Regions from separate parts of the Sus scrofa genome. Here region 1 is linked to region 2. Evidence: chromatin contacts called from public Hi-C data. All regions are on one chromosome and are shown on one strand. Each heading gives the region's core, a stretch centred on a gene start, on an enhancer-like site or on the middle of the called end of the contact. The rest is flanking DNA. Distances are from core to core; before and after follow the strand shown.

Evidence for each region. A called contact is a pair of places that touch in the nucleus more often than the background predicts.
Region 1: a Hi-C map of liver shows a contact between it and region 2, with 9 times the contacts expected there. The contact joins the promoter of MRPS14 here to the promoter of CACYBP in region 2. A contact is called at or near these places in 1 of 5 promoter capture datasets (liver), 5 of 47 Hi-C or Micro-C datasets (fetal liver, heart right ventricle, liver and 1 more) and 1 of 2 datasets of contacts at active chromatin or transcription factors (alveolar macrophages).

What each region holds. Positions count from the first base shown.
Region 1 is chr9:117,133,084-117,138,756 of Sscrofa11.1, forward strand. MRPS14 (28S ribosomal protein S14, mitochondrial) reads right to left here and starts at 4,105. Exons shown (of 3, transcript XM_013989625.2): 1 at 3,976-4,105. The coding sequence starts at 4,020.
Region 2 is chr9:117,059,726-117,065,757 of Sscrofa11.1, forward strand. CACYBP (calcyclin-binding protein) reads left to right here and starts at 2,578. Exons shown (of 6, transcript XM_013989620.2): 1 at 2,578-4,229. It overlaps RABGAP1L (rab GTPase-activating protein 1-like), which reads left to right. Exons shown (of 26, transcript XM_021102607.1): 26 at 1-332.

The DNA of each region.
Region 1 (5,673 bases), core at 2,855-5,354, 75 kb after region 2:
TACAAATACATGATGGAGTACTACTCAGCCATAACAATAAAATAATGCCATCTGCAGCAATAGGGATGGAACACAGAGACTCTCATAGTAAGTGAGGCAAATCAGAAAGAGAAAGAAAAAGACCGTACGATATCACTTATATCTGGAATCTAATTTGTGGGACAAATGAACCTATCTACAGAAAAGAAACAAACTCATGGACATAGTGAACAGACTTATGGTTGCCAAGGGAGAGGAAGAGGGAGTGGAATGGACTGGGAGTTTGGGGTTAGGTAGATGCAAATTATTGCATGTGGAGGATGAGCAAAAAGGTCCTGCTGTACAGCACAGGAACTATACCTAGTCACTTGTGATGGAACATGATGGAGGAGAATGTGAGAAAAAAAATGTGTGTATATGTATATTGACTAAGTCTCTTCGATGTATGGCAGAAACTGACAGAGCATTGTAAATCAACTATTAAAAAAATCTTTAAAAAATTAAAAGTATATACATGTACATATTTTATATATATATACACCAAATCACTTTGCTGTACACCTGAAACAGTATCATAGTTCAATTAAAATTCAAGTATTGAAAGACATCCAGTGGATTCAGCCTCCAACCTCATTCCTCACATGTCCAGCGATCATATCCCCACCTCTAGAGATGTCCAGTTACTAGTTTCCTGTTTAGCCTTTCGGAAATTTTTGCCTGTAAAATACATGTATACACCCCCTTGTCCACGTTTTTTCCTTATGCCCCCTTTTTATATTTAACAATATTATCTTGGAGATCTTTCCATATCCATATGTTAAAAAGCTTCTCTATTTTTTTGGTTGCGAATATTCCACTATATGGATGTGAGAGGGTTCAAGAGACACCCCCTCAAAATATGGCTCCTTGCCATATAGACCATTTCAAAAAAAAGGAATTTGAAAAACAGCAAGTGCAGGAAGGACTTTCTGATCTTCCTCAGAAAGAGATCATAAGACCTATACCCCAGGTCTTATGATATAGATCCCCTCCCTATACCCCAGGAGGAAGAGGGAAATGAAAAAAGAATCCTTATGTCTGAAGCCTGAGGGACACTGAGAAGAATCTGAATTATAAATCTTGCTAGTCTCCCTTAGTTGTCTACACTTAGCTTACACCTTTTGTCGTATCACATTTTCCCATGACTTTCTAGGCTTCATCAACCTAGTGAAAAACCATAGGTTTAACTGCTTCTTTGGGTCTTCCTTATGAAGGGTCCTTTGTAAAACTTACAAATTTGTATGCTTTTCTCTTGTTACAAGGCCCCCAGCTGAGAACTTAGAAGGGGATAAAGAAGTTACTTTTTCCTCACCACAGATGCTTCATGATTTATTATCCTGTGATTTATCGGTGGACAGATAACCATACTTCACCAGTTACAAAAACAATGCAAACAGTGAATAATGTCCTATGTAAATCATTTCATATATATTTCTATATATCAGCAGGATAAATTCTTGGAAGAAGAATTGCTTGGCCAAAAGGTATTTTGAAATGATCACTGACCTAAATTTTTTTAGCATGAGTTGTCCAGTAGTAAGACAGTAGACTCTTCACTGTCACATGTTTACATGGTGATGGTTTACAGTTCTCACTGAAAATATAGGCATGGTGTGTACAGGCCACTAGAAACTCGTCTCTCCCAAACCAGAGCTAATATTATATGTTAATTAAACTGCAGCTATGGAAAATGATGATGGCTTCTTATAACTGCTGTTTAGAAAATACATACATATATATATATATATATACAGCATTATACAGAAAAACTGAAAATGAGAATACTAGACTGAAAAGATTTTTTTTCAATTTATTTTTTAAAAAAGATAAACTAAGCATCTTCAATGCTGAAAGTCTCATGGGGAAATACAACAACTCTATTATCTTTTTGGAAATAAGACAGCATGAGTGAAATTTCAATACTGATTTGAAACATGACTGGGTCAAATGAATACCGTGGTCACTGTGGCTTGAAATGAGCAACATGGAAAGGGGGCTTTGACAAGGCTTTGAAGGACTGACAGAATTCTGATACAGATGGGAGGTGGGGAAGGGAGAGAAGGTGATGTCTGTCCAAACCTAAAGAAAAAATGAACAAGATTACAGTTGTAAGGTCAGGGGACATCATTCTGGCTTTCTCCAGTTGCTCTTTTTCTCCCACAACTGGGAGAAAACATCCTTGCTTTTCACTGCAGCTCCTTGCTGAAAGGAAGCTTTGACTCTTGTGCCATTGAGTTATACTCCCACTGCCCGTCACTGTTGCAATCATCTACCACAGCCCCCACCATTCCCTTTCATTTTTCATTCACTGTATCCTGGGCCCACTGTCATTCTCTCCAGTATTCTTCCTGTCTTAATTCCTGGTGATTCCAATATATATGAACTTATACCCTGATCTCTCCATTTCTCGAACTCTTTCCCTCCAGTGGTTTTTGTCCTCCATTCTTCTTCACCTATTCACTTTCATGCCCCAGGTCTTTCATTACCAGTAAGTGCAAGCTTTCTATCATCATCATCATCATCACCACCCGAGGCACGTGGAAGTTCCCGGGCTAGAGACTGAATTCGAGCTACAGCTGCGGCTACACCAGATCTTTAATTTGCTGGCCAGGGCTCGAACCCATGCCTCTGCAGCGACCCGAATCACCACGGTTGAATTCTTAACCCACTGCATCAGAGCAGGAACAACAAGCATTCTATTTAATAACTGCGTTAATTCTCTATCACTTCTTTCCAGCTTGCTCCTTCTAACACCCAATAACAGCCACTCCGGGACTATTATTGGCTAGGGAGCACTTCAAGTTAACTAGAAGAATGTAATTCCTAATTTTACTTAATTTTATTTAATTAAAAATTTTAAAGAATTTAAAAATTTAAACAACCAAGGTAAATATCAAGTAACTGTTTTGATACTACATTTTCCATTTCAATGGTGGAAAATTTAGCATCCGAACTAAGATGTACTGTAAGTTTAAAATACATACTTCATTTTAAAGATCTATATTTAAAAAAATAAATATATCCCTTTACAGATTACATGTTGAAGTAACAGTATTTTGGATATACCTATTAAAATATTTCAATAAAATTAATTTCATCTTTTAATTTTTAAACGTGACCGCTATAAAACTTTAAATTACATATGTGGTTGGCATTTTATTTCTACTGGACAACGGTATTACAGATAACTCTTCAAGTTCCTGAGACCAAAAAAACCGAACACTAGTCACCACCTCTTGCCTACACAGCTCCAGCAATTCTCTCTCCTACATTTTCCCCACTCTACAGAATTTTTCCCTTTAACACAAAAACATGCAGTTACTTCTGCCACGTTAAAAATACACACACACAAAACACCTGTTCTTAACTCATCTCCTCTCCAGCTACCGACTCCCTTTTCTGCTCCCCTTTGCAGCAAAACGTCTTCAAATGCTCATCTCCAATTTCTTTCCTCCCGCTGTCTTGAACGGTTTCGCCCCTACTACGCAAAAAAACAACTATGATCAAGGTCCCACCAACTTTCTCACTACTAAACCCGACAGGCAACTATCGGCCCTTTTTAAAATTGATTTTGAGCAGAGTTGCCTACTCCCTGATCTTGGAATGCTTTCAGGCCACCACGCTCCTTCCTCGCTCTGCTCCTTTGAAGTCTCCTTTGCTCCGTTCTCTTAACACTGGAGTCCCTAGGGCCTCATTCCTCGGACTACTTCTGTCTCCACCTACATTCCTTAAAAAATGGAGTCAATCTGCAGCTTTGAACCCCACTTAGTTATAAGCGAATACCAAATTTAAAATCGCAGCTCAGCCCTCCCCTTAATCAGACAGAAGGGAAGTGGGGAGAGGGAGAACACTGACACGGGTCTGCACTGGACGCTACAGGTGGCAGAATGGTGGGCGACTCGCAGGTTTGGAGGTTCAGGGGAAAGAGGAGAGAGGGTATAAACGCGTGGGCCAGACCTGCCGGACGGTCCGCAGCAGAAAACCCAGCATGGAAGCCGCCATATTGTCCGCCGCAAGCGGCAAACCGCTGCAACTTTATTAACACAGCCGGAAACAGCGGACACGAGGGGCGGGGTCTGGGCCGCAGGGGGTGGGGTCTTTAGCGTACCGGCAGAAGGGAGAAGTTATTGGATAGGAGTTCTCGCGGTATTCAACGGAATTTGGGAATTAACAATCTGGAAGCGGAGTTGTGCTACTGACCGTGGAGGCTGACGCTCTTCACCTGTTCCTCTCAGATTCTTTACACAACCTCTTAAATTAACTGTGTCCCCACCCACCTCCATTTCTTTCCCCTACTCCCACCTGCCAGTTCATTCATTATCACTAGTTTCTGTTTCTCAAGTTCTCTCGCTCAACTTGCTTCTCCTGTACCCGCCATTAGTTTATTTGCCAGAAACCTAGAATTATGGTCAGCTCTTCCTCTGTTATCCCTTACGTAGATTTTGCAGGTATCTCCTTTCTCTCCGCTATATGATGAGAATGATCAAGTTGCTAATGGCAATGCTACAATTCCCATTTATATGTCTAGGGTTTAAAAAATAAATTTTAAAAATACAGTTTGCATATTGGAGCTTTAGGTGAAAAGGGCTTAAAACATTTGGGGGTTTTTCAGGTGGAGGGGAGCCTTGGCATTTAAAACTGCTGTTTTCAGTCTGTAGGTCAGAGAACTTTGAGTTCAGTTTCATAGCAAATGTCCTTTGTCTGGAATAAACTCTGAGGTGCCCCTTTGTGCGGATGTAAGGCAAGTACTACCCACCTACCGTCCTGGTGAAAGAATATCAAGGACTGTATCTTAGTGGGACCTGTATTTTAGATGTGTTGATTGATGAAGGAGGAGTTGCCTGTGTGTTACTTATATCTGCATCATTGAACAGGAATCTTGTGGAAAGGGAAGATGAGTACATACTCCTTTTTTTTTTTTTTTTTTTTTTTTTTAAGAAGATCAAGTTTATTGGGACATAGCTAACGGACTGGGGAGACACTGACTGAGACCAGCTGGCAGGAAAGGACAGCATAAGCCCCTATCATAGCAGAAGCAGAAAATTCTTGAACAGGGGTCAGGCAGCCACCTATTCCTAATTCTAGCCCATGTAATGCCCTTCTCTCTCCTCCCCACAGTTGAAGGTCATTTTCTGCAATTGTAATAGGGAAGAACCTATGTATTCTATTAAAAGTTAATCACTGAAGGGATGTTACTTATAAGCTAAAATTACACATAATGGTCCATCTCTGGTGACCCTGCCTCCCAGGTAATGAGAGTTAAGCTAAAATACCTTTGTTTAGCTCACAGAAAACATCCTGACCAGGCCCAACTATGAATGCCTGCAGGAAGGAAGAAATTAACACATGCCTCTGGAGTTGACCTGGAACCAGGACTTTATCCCCTCCCCTTTTAGTATATATATATTTTTAAAAAAGCCATAATTCTAACTCTGGGAAGATGATTTTTTGGGACACCATTGCCCCATCTTGTTGGTTTGCTGGCTTTTGGAATAAAGCCACTATTCCTTGCTCCAACAACATGTCTCCAGTTTACTGACCCGCCTTGCAGCAAGCAGTACACCCTTAGACTCAGTAACACAATCAGCTCATGAAATGGGTGAGCCAGCTGTATACACAGTGTCCTTTTTTTAAAATTGAGGTAAAATATATATA
Region 2 (6,032 bases), core at 1,328-3,827:
GAGCAGCTTTTCTCCTCTCTAAACACTGACCAATTAGATGTTTCCATAATTCCATGTATTATGTATAGTACACTCTATAAATGTAAATGTAATGCTTGTTAAGAAAAGTGCAATTTATTGTACATTGTCCCAACAAATGTTTACTTTTATAATTGTTATGAACTTGAATTGGATTAGTATCTTGTTTTCACGTGTGAATGAAGCCTTGTGAAGTAAACAAATGCAAGAAGGTAGCAAGGTGACTGTTTTTGTGAGCCAGTGATGTTTTCAATGCTTTGTGTTGCCCCTTTGGCCCCATTAAGCAGTAATAAACATTTGTTCTGGAAACCATACATGTCTTTTTTACTTTCTTTAGTTGATTTTATTCTGAATCATCTGAACCCGGTTTTTATGTAAAACTTATCTGACACTAGACTCTACACAAGCAAGAAGAAATACACAGGAATTTGTTCCAGGTTATACCTACCCTACAAAACGATATCCTGTACAGCACAGCCAAGTGCCCTGTATTCCTCTCTGTAGAGATTCTTTGGTTGCAAGTTAACAGAAACTCTCTCCAGCTAGCTTACTAATAATGCAATTAAATAAGAAGAAAAAAGTATATTTAATTCATAGCTACCAAAAGCTAAATTGTTGGGCCTGAGGCAGCAATGGGGAGAGAGAACTGGTATTCTATCAGGAACCTAAGCAACTGTTCTCATAATCACTCTTCTGCTTGTTTTGCCAGGTGATGCTTATCTGCTCCTGCCTCTTTGAAAAGAGGCATCTGCTTCTAAATGCACAGCTTCCAAGTTTACATGTCTTCAAGTGACCAGCAGAGATGGACTAGCATCTCAGCATCCCAATTCCAAAATCTTGCAAAAATATGCTTGGCTAGTCCTGGATTGGGTGGCTACTGCTAGCCTTTGAGAGTCACAGTGGGTGTCATTATATAATCCAACAGTGCTCCAGAGGCTCTCCTGGAGTGAAGGCAGGGTGCCTAGAATCCTGATTTGTGTTTTTTTCTAACTTGCTTTTCATTCAGGGTGTACATGGAACTGAATGAAAGTCAGATTGCAGATCTCCTCTTACAATTCAGTATTTTAAAAAAAATACTAATCAGAGATTGTAAAATTAGTTTGTGGCCCAAACCCAGACTACAGACATCTTTTGTTTGGTCCATGTTGTAGTTAAAACAATGAGAAATTTTACATCAAAAGTAAATTATTCAGAAAATATCTACTGAATTTGACAGGAGGTCATGAGTAGTCTTGACATAATAGTAAGTGGAACTCACTGTTCACTACTGATTAAAGGTCCTACACTTAGTGAAGTTACTTGTTAACTTGTAGATTTTTGTTCAGTAGTGTGCAAATCCCTATTTTCCTTCCAGAGGAACACATAACTCCAAAGGCCATATGTAGTTTACTACACCATAGGACATTAACCAGCTTATGTCTAACTTTGAAAATGTACACTAACATTCCATTGTTAAATTGCCCATAAGTACTCAGCTATGCAAATGCACTTTTTGATAGTTTTAACAACTTATTGATTCTATCATTAACCAATGAGTTGTATGAAATAGCAAAGCTCATTTTATATTTGCCTGAGAATCTTGATTTCACCTTTTTGAAATTACACTTTAACAAAACTTTTGATTACTGTCAAAAGGGCACTCAAAGCACAATCTTTTAATAATTCACTTACAAGGAAGTTCAGGCTGCAGAAAGATGAACTCACCAAACAGAAATTACAATATTTATAGGAAAAAACTATACAATTTCCAAGTATAGACTCTGTAAGTAGTTTGTTCCTGCTGAGAAACAGTAATTCTCACTATTATCCATACTTTTATTAGACATTAGCATTGCAAAAGTCAGAGATAAAGTGTGTTTGATTTTTAAGGAGTCTAATTTTATAGGAAAAGCTCAGGTTCAGAGTTTCATTGGGGAACTAGAACTAGACACAATGAACTGATGTGTATGTTGATGATGTTGGTTTTTGTTTGTTTTTGTTGTTTTTTTATCTATCTCAGGATACAAAGTTTTTGTTTTTGCTTTGAGATCCCATGTACCCAATTACTCGTAATGGCAGCAGAGCAAGGAGTCAGTTTTGCTTCTACATGATAGATGTATGGACAATTATAGTATACATCTGGAGAGAAGCAGAATTTTGTTTTGTTGACTCCTAAGAATGGGAATTCTGAGGTGTTTTAAATGCGGGCAGAAAGGGAAGACAGACAAAGCCAAGTGACGATCTGGTGGGAAACCATTCCAGAGAGAAAGCAAAGTTTACATGCAGAACCAGAGGTAAGAAGAAACTCAGTGGATTCAAGGAATGACAAAAATACCAGTGTTTAAACCAGGGAGAGGGGAGAGTGGTGAGAGATGAATTCCATGAGATGGGAAATTTATAAAAGGTGAGATATAAAATCATGTAGAACATCCTGGGTTATAGTGAGGAGTCTGGACTTTATTCTATACAATTGTGAAGGTTATTCTGGCTGCCCTGTGGAAAACTGTGGAGAAGGAGAGAAACCAGTTAAGAGGATAAAAATCCAGACAAAATAATGACACCTTAGTCTCAGTTGGTAGCAGTGGAGATTATGAGAAGTAGTTTTATTACCAACATACTTTGAAGATAAAACCAAGACTTGCCAGAAGATGGGATGTAGGACCTGAAACTGAAGACTCAAGTATGACTTCTTGGCCTGAGCAATTAAGAGAATGAGGTGGCCATTCACAGAGCTAGCAAATCATTGTAAGAATTGCAATGAGGTGTGAGGACGAGAAATTGAGAGGCGTTTTTTTACACAAGCTGAGTTGGACCTGCTTATGAGACATCCACGCAGAGACCGTCTGGATTTCCGAAGAGTGGTGGGAATGAACATATAGGTGGTGTTTAAAACTTGTGACTTTAGGATATCTGAGGGGTGGAGTTGCTCCAGGTGCATAATCAAGCAAATTTTTACCACTGCATTAGGTCAAATTTTCACATAGTGCAATGGGATATCTGTTCCTATTTAAGTGCCTAAATAATTCCAAGCTTCCAGTTAGACACTTTTTAAAAAAAACCTGAAGTATAAATAAAATGCACAGATCTTTGGAGTTCAGTCCTACGAATCTTGACGATTGTTATCGGTATTACATTTCTACCAGGAAAATTACCTCTTGGGCCTACTTAAATATAACTTTTAGTTAAAAATAACATACACAAGAAACTGCACAGAAGGACGCTCAATGAAATTTCTACACAGTGAACACATCTGTAACCAGGGCTCAAATCAAGAAAAAAAAATTAGCCGAATCTCAAAAGCCCCCTCGTGGCTTCTTTCTGTCACTGTCTTCCCAAACACAACCTGATTTTCAGTCTCACAGCTTTAGATTTTGTTTAAATGGAATCAAACGATATGAACTTCTCTAGTTCTAGCATCTTTTCCTTAACGTCCATAAGTTGTGTGCAAAAGTAATTTGTTTTTGTATTGTACTTCTGATTCTTTATTGAGATAATGGCCCTGCATTTTTCTGTACTTTTTTCCTTCTGTGACTTGCGGATCATCTTTACCTTGGGGTTGATAAAGCCGAGTGTGGGTTATTTGACATCTCAGGGGTAACCGTCTACATTCTCAACCGTGTTTCAGACGTTTTGAGGTCCCCAAAGGCTAAAATAATCTATCTGAAAAGTGAGTTTTTCAAGGGCCTTACTAAGCCGGGCTGCAGGAGTCAGAACCGGAGCAGAATGCAGCCTCAGGAAATCTTAGCTCACATTTTCTTTGACATTAATAGGCTCACTGAAATCGAATCCAAATCTGGTGACTGGTCGATGAAGGAAGCAAACTCAGCCACCCCGGGAGGCGCCCAGCATATTAGGAAGCTTACTCCGCTTCGGAGCCGCCACTGGGTCCCGCCACACGGCCAACGCAACCCCACCTCCTACTGCGACCGGTGATGACGCCACCACGTCGTATACGCTGAATCCTGACGTCCCCAGAGCGCCAGAACCCAGTGAAAACACAACCGTTCCCCTCAGGATCCTGCGCACTTAATGTCCTCGTTTTTTCCCGTTTTAGCACACGTAGGCTCGCCTTTATCCCTTTTTTCGTCCTTTACTCGCATACGTTCACAGTCTTAGACAAGATGGCCGACGAAGTGGCCCCGGGTCCTAGAGCGCACCGAACCACTCGACTGCCTAGTCAACTTCCGGTTTAGGCCCCGAAGATTGGTGCGTTATTTCCGGGGTGGTTTAAGGTAAGCAGAAGCGGCGGTTTCGAGCTGCGACTGCGCAGTCGGCGCGATGGGGGTCAAAGTAAATTACGTACAGTTGCCCAGGCGGGAAGGAAGAGGCGTTACTCTTCTCGAACTGCCGGTTTGATCGCGAGAGTTGAGCCGTTGCTACGGGGCGAGGTGGGCGGGGCGGGGCCAGGATAGGCAGGGCGGGGCCAAGCCCTATAGGCGGTGCTGGAGCGGGGTGGGCCTTCGGCGACGGACTCGCGAAGGTTCCAGAGGCGCCGCGTGCCGGAGGCCGGCTGCTCTCCCGTTCAGAGTCGGGCGTGTTCTCAGGCCGCGGCCACGGCCACTGCGACTCGTGTCCGTGCGATCTGCGCTTGGAATCAGCGCGCTCGTTGCGGCGTTCCTGTTCTCGCCCTGTGCCGGTGGAGCTCGGGCCTTGCCTGACGCAGCTCGACCATGGCTTCAGCTTTGGAAGAGGTAAGGGGTCTGGCCTCATCTTCCTCCCTCGGCCTTACTAAAGCTTCCCGCTGCGTCCTTCGCCCCACCGCCCTGTTTCCCCTATCGAGCTGCGCTGCGGCTGCCGGCGACACCTGCCTGTCTGGCAGCTTTCCTGCGTCCTTGGGTTCCCGCGCTTCCCCGCGGCCTCCCACCCGCCCAGCTGTGGCGGCCCCGGTGCCGACCGGCCACTGCGGGCCTTCGGGGCTTCGCTTACCCCGGAAAGTTGCCGTTGGATGCCTTCCACAACCCCGGCCGGCGGTCGGCGCTGTAGGTGAGCGGAGGTGTGTTGCGGTTCTCGGCGGCAGGTGGATCCAACCGTGGACCCAAGAGCTGGTCACCTTCACGTTATCCTCAGGCTCTTTTCACTCCTTTTACACCAGCCTTTGGACGTGAAGCTTCGTTAAATTAAAGCCGATTGCAAAAACTGAGAGTCGTTCCACTGAGAGGGCAGTTGGAAGGTGAGAAGTCCTCAGTCCTAGCACTTAAATTCTCTGTCATGTTTTCTCTACACATACTTTGGGCAAGTTATGGTGCATCTCTGGGCCACAGTGGTATCCATTTCACAGGGTTGTAAACAGTGCTTGGCAAAACAATTGTTTGCTATGTGCGTTTTAAAAAATAACTATATTGGGAAATTGGTTGTAACTTTTTTTTAAAGCTCTATAAACTCAACACAGGTGGCTTAACTTTTTGGAGATTTAGTTTGTGCAATTACAAAATGGGAATAATAATACTTGCTTTGCTCTTTTTTCTGGCTTAAGTACAATGACAATACTGTTAATCACAGTTAATTGTTGGGTTTCCACTAACTAGATTTACTCCCTGGGAATCTTCTGCTTAATATGAACAAGACTGGGAAATCCTCACATTTGACTTTTTAAGTCGAAGAATTTGCTTTAAATGAAAAAGTGTGTATGTGTTTTAAGTATTATTGTGGATAATGTGCCACAAGTTTGTTATGTGTTTTAAAGATAGGTCTTTGGGTACCACGTGCCCTGAGGAAAGACTCTGAAGTGACTGTACATACACGAGTTGCTCAATATTTATCCCTTTCAAAGTAACAGGCTTTCTAATTGCAGTGTATAAGTTTAGGGACATTTGGGGGGTTTTTTTGTTTGATATAAAATTCGCTGTTTTTACCATCTTAAAGTGTATAATGCAGTGCTTTTTTTAGTATATTCACAGTGTTGTGCAACCATCAGTATATGATTCAAGAACATTTTCATCACCCCCAAAGGAAACCTATTAAGTGGCCATTAGGCGGTCACTTCCCATTACTCCTCTTCTGCCAGCAGCCACCAGTCTGCTTTCTGTCTCTGTGGA